2 separate regions of the Danio rerio genome follow, and region 2 is linked to region 1. Evidence: chromatin contacts called from public Hi-C data. All regions are on one chromosome and are shown on one strand. Each heading gives the region's core, a stretch centred on a gene start, on an enhancer-like site or on the middle of the called end of the contact. The rest is flanking DNA. Distances are from core to core; before and after follow the strand shown.

The links. A called contact is a pair of places that touch in the nucleus more often than the background predicts.
Region 2: a Hi-C map of hematopoietic stem cells shows a contact between it and region 1, with 2.8 times the contacts expected there. The contact joins the promoter of ccdc9 here to the promoter of slc13a5b in region 1. A contact is called at or near these places in 4 of 18 Hi-C or Micro-C datasets (caudal fin, embryo, hematopoietic stem cells and 1 more) and 1 of 4 datasets of contacts at active chromatin or transcription factors (embryo).

The regions. Positions count from the first base shown.
Region 1 is chr15:29,046,444-29,050,558 of GRCz12tu, forward strand. slc13a5b (solute carrier family 13 member 5b) reads left to right here and starts at 1,814. Exons shown (of 13, transcript XM_073923769.1): 1 at 1,814-2,028. wdr81 (WD repeat domain 81) reads right to left here and starts at 2,345. Exons shown (of 12, transcript NM_001424091.1): 1 at 2,116-2,345.
Region 2 is chr15:29,427,088-29,431,202 of GRCz12tu, forward strand. It overlaps ccdc9 (coiled-coil domain containing 9), which reads right to left and starts at 2,165. Exons shown (of 15, transcript NM_001075106.2): 1 at 2,065-2,165; 2 at 1,575-1,610. The coding sequence starts at 1,577. It overlaps ppm1da (protein phosphatase, Mg2+/Mn2+ dependent, 1Da), which reads left to right and starts at 3,832. Exons shown (of 6, transcript NM_201090.2): 1 at 3,832-4,115. The coding sequence starts at 3,916.

The DNA of each region.
Region 1 (4,115 bases), core at 564-3,063:
TACAACAAAAGCAGTTTTACATTTTTTTTTAAATCCAACTCAAGGCCAATATTATTAGCCCCTTAAGCAATATTTTTTTCAGCTGTCTACAAAACAAACCATAGTTATACAATGAATTGACTAATTACACTTATTTGTCTAATTAACCTAGTTAAGCCTTCAAATTGCACTTTAAGCTGAATACTAATATCTAATAAGTATACTAATTATACTAAATATATATTACACTATATATATATATATATATATGTTATTATATATAATTTAATCTAATTCATATAATTTAACATTTTAGGGTTTTACATAAAAACTTTATTTGCATTAGTTTTACTGACTCAGAGAGGAATTTTGTTGCAATGGAAATCTCTAAATCCAACTAAAGCATCCCACTGGCCTCAAGATCTGATGTTATATCTACACTTGTAAAAAATTAAATATTCAATTAGAGGTTCTAGCGAATTCTTATATGTTTGGCAACATTTACTATCATAATTCTCAGTTATTAATGTACTTCCTGGGAACTAATGTGACTTATCTTGAATGTAACTGTAATTTCCCGTTTTTTTTTTTCTTTCTCTGTCCAGACTGCAATGCTTAGTCTATGTTAGCTTACCATTGTAGGATGGCACAGCACTATGCCTGATTGTATCACCCATTATGGTTGTCTATTTATCATTTTATTTTATTTTATTATCTATTTTTATGTTATTTTTATTTCCCTACTCTTATTTTATATAATTTTGCTGTTTTTTTCTATTATTATTATTCTTTTAATAATATTTTATTATTATTACTGTCGATATACTAGGTAGAGTATTTAGGGTTTGTTGAAGTGGGTTTAAAAAGATTATCCATGTGTAAACAACGACATCTGTACATGGGAAAAAATAAGAGGAGAAAAAAACATTTTTTGCTGCTATTTAATTGACAACATAGTCTCTATTTACCTAGGACTAACTAAAAAATCCCATTGTATTTACATTCTGTGGTACTGTAGTTGCTTTTATGACTGTCTACAATTGTCTTCATTTGTTGTTCACTTTAAAAAAAGGCTTGTGGCAAATAATTTTTAATGTCTATAAAAACAATACTATTTATACATACAGTTAAAGTCAGAATTATTAAACATCCTGAATTATTAGCCCCCCTGTTTATTTTTTCACCTAATTTCTGTTTAATTGAGAGAATTTTTTTCAACTTATTTCTAAGCATAATAGTTTTATTATGTTCTATTATTCACTAATTTCTAATAAACTATTTCTTTTCTCTTTGCCATGATGACAGCAAATAATATTTTACTAGATATTTTTCAAGACACTTCTATACAGCTTGCAGTGACATTTAAAGGCATAACTAGGTTAATTAGGTTAACTAGTAGGCAGGTTAGGGTAATTAGGCAAGTTACTGTATAATGATGGTTTGTTCTGCAGACTATTGAAAAAAACAACAGCTTTTATTCTAGCCAAAATAAAAATAAGACTTTCTCCATAAGAACAAATATGACATACTGTGAAAATTTCCTTGCTCAATATGGCAAATATTTAAAAAAAGGAAAAAAAGTCAAAGGGGGACTAATAATTTTGACTTCAACTGCGCGCGCACACACACACACACACACACACACACACAATGCAGAATATGCATTGTCTTAAAAATATGGTTGTTGTGTGCCCATTTGTACACACAGGAGAAGCATACAGATCAAATCATCTCCAGTCTAGCAACAACTAATGATTTGTCGAGGACACTGATGTCATCACACAAAATGTCATGCATTACCCCGTGACTGATCTCCGCCACACAGCAAAATCACGTACTTAGTTATATCCAGAACATAAGCATACAAAACACAAGCTTCTAGAAATAACGAGCGATAAAATGTGTCGCTAATTTCTGCAACATTTTAGTTCCTCTCAACCTCTGACCAGAGAATAAGGAAATAGTGCACTTCTGCCAGTTCTCGACTGTTAACTTACAAACACAACAGAGCGCTACTCTACGCATTAAACCACAGCCTGTCAGGTTAATGTAAGTAACGTTAGATATATACTACCGTTAAGCAAACACTGGGATAAGAGGAAATCAGTCCATCTAGCTGTTGTTGTTGCTGCTCACCTCTGCACTGTTTGCTGCTTGTCAGCAACTGATCACTGGAACAGCTGCCATCGCGGTGCCCAGTTCCAGGTTCGCGGCATGTATCAAATGTATTTCCAGTGCTTTATGAACTACCATAACAGCACAATAATTTCCTAAGAAGTCGAGAATATTTTGTTGTCTTGAGAAGCCATGGTGTTGAGTTCAGAGCCTCACGTGACTCTCATCTCGGTGTGCGTGCGCTCGCAAACCGTGTGATTCTCAACTGTGTCATAATACAAGTCACCTCACATTACAGGAAATTAAATAAATAAAGCAAATAAACAATAAATATTTCAATATGAGATTCAAAACATAATTTGTGTGTTATTGTCACAATTTCAAGAGACGGCACAATATTCTTACTGGTTTTGGTGAAACTATAGCGTTTCATGCAAGTATGCGCTAGAATATATGTGTGTCACCAAAATTATAAAACAATTATATGCTCGGTGAAGTCAGTGAAAAAAATAGTTAATTAGTGAAATGTGAAGAACACGACCGACGTTTTTTTTTTTTTTTTTAGCAAAAATCACACGAAACACTTTTAGCAAATGTCACATTTGTTACGAATTGGCTTTTTTGTGGAAAATATTTCCATTCAGTCTTTCGAATGTGCAGTGCTATCTCCTCTTAAAGTAAACAACTTTAAATAAATAATTTTTCATTATTTGAATCTGAAAAATGCAAAACCTTATCTTGCATTAATGCTCGCGGGCGCCCTCTAGCCTGACACGTTTGGGGTGTTTTACTAATCTAAAGTAAGAGCTGTAGAGGTGAGGACCTAAATGCAGGAGAATCGCTGAAGATAGTTAGGGCTGTTGGCATCCACACAGCCAATAGCACAGTGAAGTATTTTTAGTTGTATCCATTTTGCAGTTTGGCACAGTATATGTTGATTTTATGCTAGACTTGTTGCCTACAGAACTCCACCAGAGGGCGTCCTGCTACTCATTCTGTTGCAGATCAAGCAGTCAGTGAGCAGTTCTGACGTTCTACAGCAGAGAGCACTATAAATGGTCCTAGACTAAGGGGGCTTTGAAACTGCAGTTTAGCTTCAACTTGACTCTACATTAAACAGTTGAAGTCAGAATTAATAGCCCCCCTTTGATTTTTTTCTTTTTTAAATATTTTCCAAATTATGTTTAACAGAGCAATGAAATTTTCACAGTATGTCTGATCTAGTTTTTCTTCTGGAGAAAGTCTTATTTGTTTTAATTTGACTGGAATTCGACTTTAGCCCCTTTAAGCTATTTTATTTTTCGATATGATAATTCTGACTTCAACTGAATATACCCAAGACCTTGATTGGGTTGTTCAGTTGTTTAATTTGAGTTGGGCTAAAATCTGCCAGATATCGGTTCTCCCAAAAAATTTAAAATTTAAAAAAAAACAGTCCGGCGATTCCTGTCCAATCAAATCACGAATAGAAGGTAAATCTTATTATAATGAACTACTTCAAGACAAGGGTGATTTATTATTGCAGCAAACTGTTTGGAAGCATTAAAAGTGTCCAAAAAGATGTCCAAAATCGTTACATGCAATGACCCAGAAACTGTTTAGATGCATGTCATTGATGAGAAGATGAAGGATGTTTACTGTACCTGACGTCAGATTGACATTGTACCTCAACGTTGTGGAGATGTTGCATTTTGTTTGGAGATGAAAATCAGGTTATCAGAACTTAACGTCAGGCTGGCATAAATTTCCAGCATCCAACCTAAAATCAACCAAATATTACCGATGTTGTGTGGACGTTACCACTATCACGTTTATCAGATGTTGGGTTTTGGTTGCCATACCTGATGAATAAATGTCAGTATTTGATGTCAAGATGACGTTGGTTTAAGATGTTGGATCGACATTGGATTCAACCAAATATCAATGTCATATGATATCGTTTTTAGACATCAAAATCACATTGTTCTTATATGCTGATGTAACTCCGCCAGTCCTACGCCACCCATCCCACTTCAAGCTGG
Region 2 (4,115 bases), core at 915-3,414, 380 kb after region 1:
TTGGCTCATCATGCTGTGCACAGAAAACCATATATTTTTATATGTTGATGCCAAATTTGATTCAACAGCCATTGTAGAATGGTAAACTTGTTAGTACAAATCTACAGGTTTTTCAAAATGGGTGTAAATAAGATTTCTAAAGAAATTACAAAACCTTTTACAGGACATGATGTTATAAGTTTTATATGCATCAATAATGCAATTTTTTAATCTATGTCATATTAGCTTATGCCTTTGTCTTTTGTATTATTATAATTATTATAAACAGACCTATTCATCCATGGACATAACTACAAATGCAGACACGCCATAAATTGCTCATGAACTTTTACCTTATAAACACTGCTGACAATTTATATATAAATTAGAAATGGAATAATATTTATTTTACTCATTCATTCATTTTCTTTTCGACTAAGTCCCTTTATTAATCTTGGATCACCACAGCGGAATGAACTACCAACTTATCCAGCACATGTTTTACGCAGCGGATGCCTTTCCAGCTGCAACCCATCACTGGGAAAATATTTATATTATATATATTTAAATATAACTTGCTCTCTTATTCTCATATATATATATATATATATATATATATATATATATATATATATATATATATATATATATATATATATATATATATATATATATATATATATATATATATATATACACACACATATATACACACACACACACATATATATATATATATATATATATATATATATATATATATATATATATATATATATATATATATATGTGTGTGTGTGTGTGTGTGTGTGTGTGTGTGTATATATATATATATATATATATATATATATATATATATATATATATATATATACATCAGAAAAGATTCATTGATCAAAATAACATTTATTTGCAGCTCAGACACTACGGCTGCACAATATTTGGTTCCTGTATCGATATCACAATGCATATGTCTGCAATAGTCACATCGCAGTATACACAATGTTGAGTTGGGAATGGGATTATAGTTGATTAGCACAACAGTTTGGAATACATGAGATTTGTGGAGTCATTGCAAAGTATAACCATAACAGAGTGCTTATGTTTTACAACAAAGACATTTCAAGAGAGTTTAAAGCATTCATGCACAAAAATGTACAACATTTGTAACTTTAACAAAAAATAGATTTACTGAATTACTACAATGAAGACCATACAGTTTTATTTAACATTGTATTATAAAATTTATTTACCTGAATAATTGTTCGACTGACTCTCTTACCTTTTCCTCTTCGCTATTGTATTTATTCTTGCTTGCAATTTGTTTTTATTTTTATACATTATTCACACCCTTACAAAATCACCCCAATCAATTTATATTCGAGATTTGTTTTTCAAATTCAGGCCATCTCGTGAAATAGTATTTATATCACAATATATATTGCAAAAAAAATAAAAATATTGTCTTCTCAGATTTTCCAATAACGTTCAGCCCTACCAGACACCAATAACTATCAGAACCCATTTCATTTCTTTACATGGAACACCCATTTCATTATTATTTCAATATCAGAAATGATGATAATGAGCCTCACCATGGCTGCTGGTATGATCTTGAGAAACTCCTAAACCTAAGGAAAAAAGACAAATACAAAATATGACAATACAACAACAGCTATTTTTCCTAATAATTACATGCATGATCACACAAAGATACTATGCACAACACAATTTTACTATAGGTTGGCATCATCATAAACCCTCTTATGAACACACAGACTCTGTAAAGCCCTCCATAAGCGTATTAGTGAACACAACACCATGACCAACCAAGATGAATGTTTGAATACACTGTCAGAGTGTGTTTATAAGAAAGTGACTCTGAAGCGCCAGTGGAGATTATTGCAATGTATCAATAGTTACAATCAAAGCAGCCGCCAAGTTGCCCTGCGCCAAATTCAGCCGAGCTCTCGTCGTTTTTATTTATTTTAAAAAATCTAAAATAACGTTACATTTGAAAATCACTAATAACTCCTGTATGTATAAAAGTATACATTACAGCTCTACAATTAGGCACTGTTTTACCTCTGGTAAGCGCAGCACCCCTTGAAGTGACTTGTAAGGTGCACTCGATCAACGAAGACCGACTATTACTTAATGTACTTCCGCTCACAAAAGCTTCCACTTCCAGATAAGTCATGAAAAGAGGAAGAATTTCAAAATAAAAGTCATAGCGCAGATTTTGAGTAGTTTTATTTCCCACACATTTAAAGTTCAAAAGTAAAATAATTAAATAAATGTTTAAATAAAATGTAATAAATGTTAAAGAAAATGTCTACGCAGTAACAGACGTACTAAAGTCTCATAGCCGCAGAAAAATGCATAAAATGTACATTTGTAGCTAATGATGTTAGAAATTCATTTTACTAAAGTTAAATGGAAACAAAAGAATTAATGAATAAATTCAGTTTAAAGTAATGGTGTTAGAAATGTATTTGAGTAAGATCCTGGGAAAATTGGGTTCTAAAAACTGTGTCTCTTTTAGGCTTACTGCACCATCTGCTGGACAAGGATTCTCAAAGCAGATCCCCATCTGTCCGTGCAAAATTAAATGAACTCATTCAATGGGCCATATGCACAGCTAGTGTTTTTTAGCCAACGGTAAACTTCCGGTGAAAGGTTAATGTGACAGTTTAAAAGTTTATAAGGTTCCTTTAACAGTTTTGAAATTATAATGTAATTAACATACTATCAGTTAAATAAATGTAAGAATTCATTTAGTTGTTCAAGCATAAAACAAGATGATAAACCGTGTAACCGTCGTCAGTACCAGCATGCTAGCACATGAACTCCATTCAAGAAGGTAAAATAAAGGTTCATATTTTAAAGTGATAGCAAGGAAAAAATAATTTAGTGCTTCTTGTCCAGTCTGGGACCCACTTTATTTCAAATATCTATTAGATAATATATCTATTTTTTTTAATCAAAACAGATCTTAAACGTGACGGTATTGACAGTTCACCGGAAGTCGCCGGGCTGGCTGAAAATTAAAAGTCTGCATATACCCCAATAACCTAAAAATATTTATCATCACAATAAGCTCTGTATTTATTCTGAATAACAGTAACTTTCAATCACCACGTGACACTGACCTAAGACAAATAAGCACAAAAAAACAAAACATGCTGTAACTTAAATGAATGGCTTAAACCAATATACAGTTGAAAATTTTATTTAGAATAATTGCAAATCACCTTATTTAAATGAAACACAGTCCCCATACGTAAAGGCAGTATTATGTGACCGTTATATATAAATACAACTTAAAGGAGACAAAATCAATTGCTACATTTGTTGTTATGAATCTCTCAGCGAGGTAAAACCCTAAACATTTCCACACACACAAAACAACAATCAAAACCATCTCACCCATGTCAGCCTGCTGTAATACATGCAATACTGTAATATAACAAATGAATAATATAAAATTTTAATAAACGTAATACAACTTCTAATTATATATATATTTAAAAAAATGCTGATACGAGGACAGTTTAATGCTTATTAGTGCTGTATTTACAACCTCAAAGATAGATAGATAGATAGATAGATAGATAGATAGATAGATAGATAGATAGATAGATAGATAGATAGATAGATATTTTAAACTAGTTCCACTTTTTGTTATTACAGTCTCAAGGCTTCTTGTTGGCTTGTCAGCCGCCATTAAACCGTATCAGACGAAGAAAAGGGACTATTCTCCTTCAAATTATGGGTCACAGATCTAAAGACTTCCAATGACCCGACAATTGTCATGGTGTTTCTGCGCATGCTCACAACATCGGAGGTAAACAAAGAGGAAAGCGCGCACCCGGCCTGAATCCTGCCTAGTATTCAACGTTACTGTTCTACCGTCCTTTCTTGTTCGATCGAATCATGGATGGGATATTTTCATGCCGAGCAAGTATTTATTACGACCAGGGCGGTCGGAAATACATGGAGGACCTAGTAACGATGAAGCAGGAGGATGAGCCGAGTGAGGATGAACTGGACGCCGCCGAACGTGGCGAGGTCGAGGCACCAGCAAAAGACCCAAACCCTGACGCTTCAATTCAAGACTCCATCCCCGGATCTAT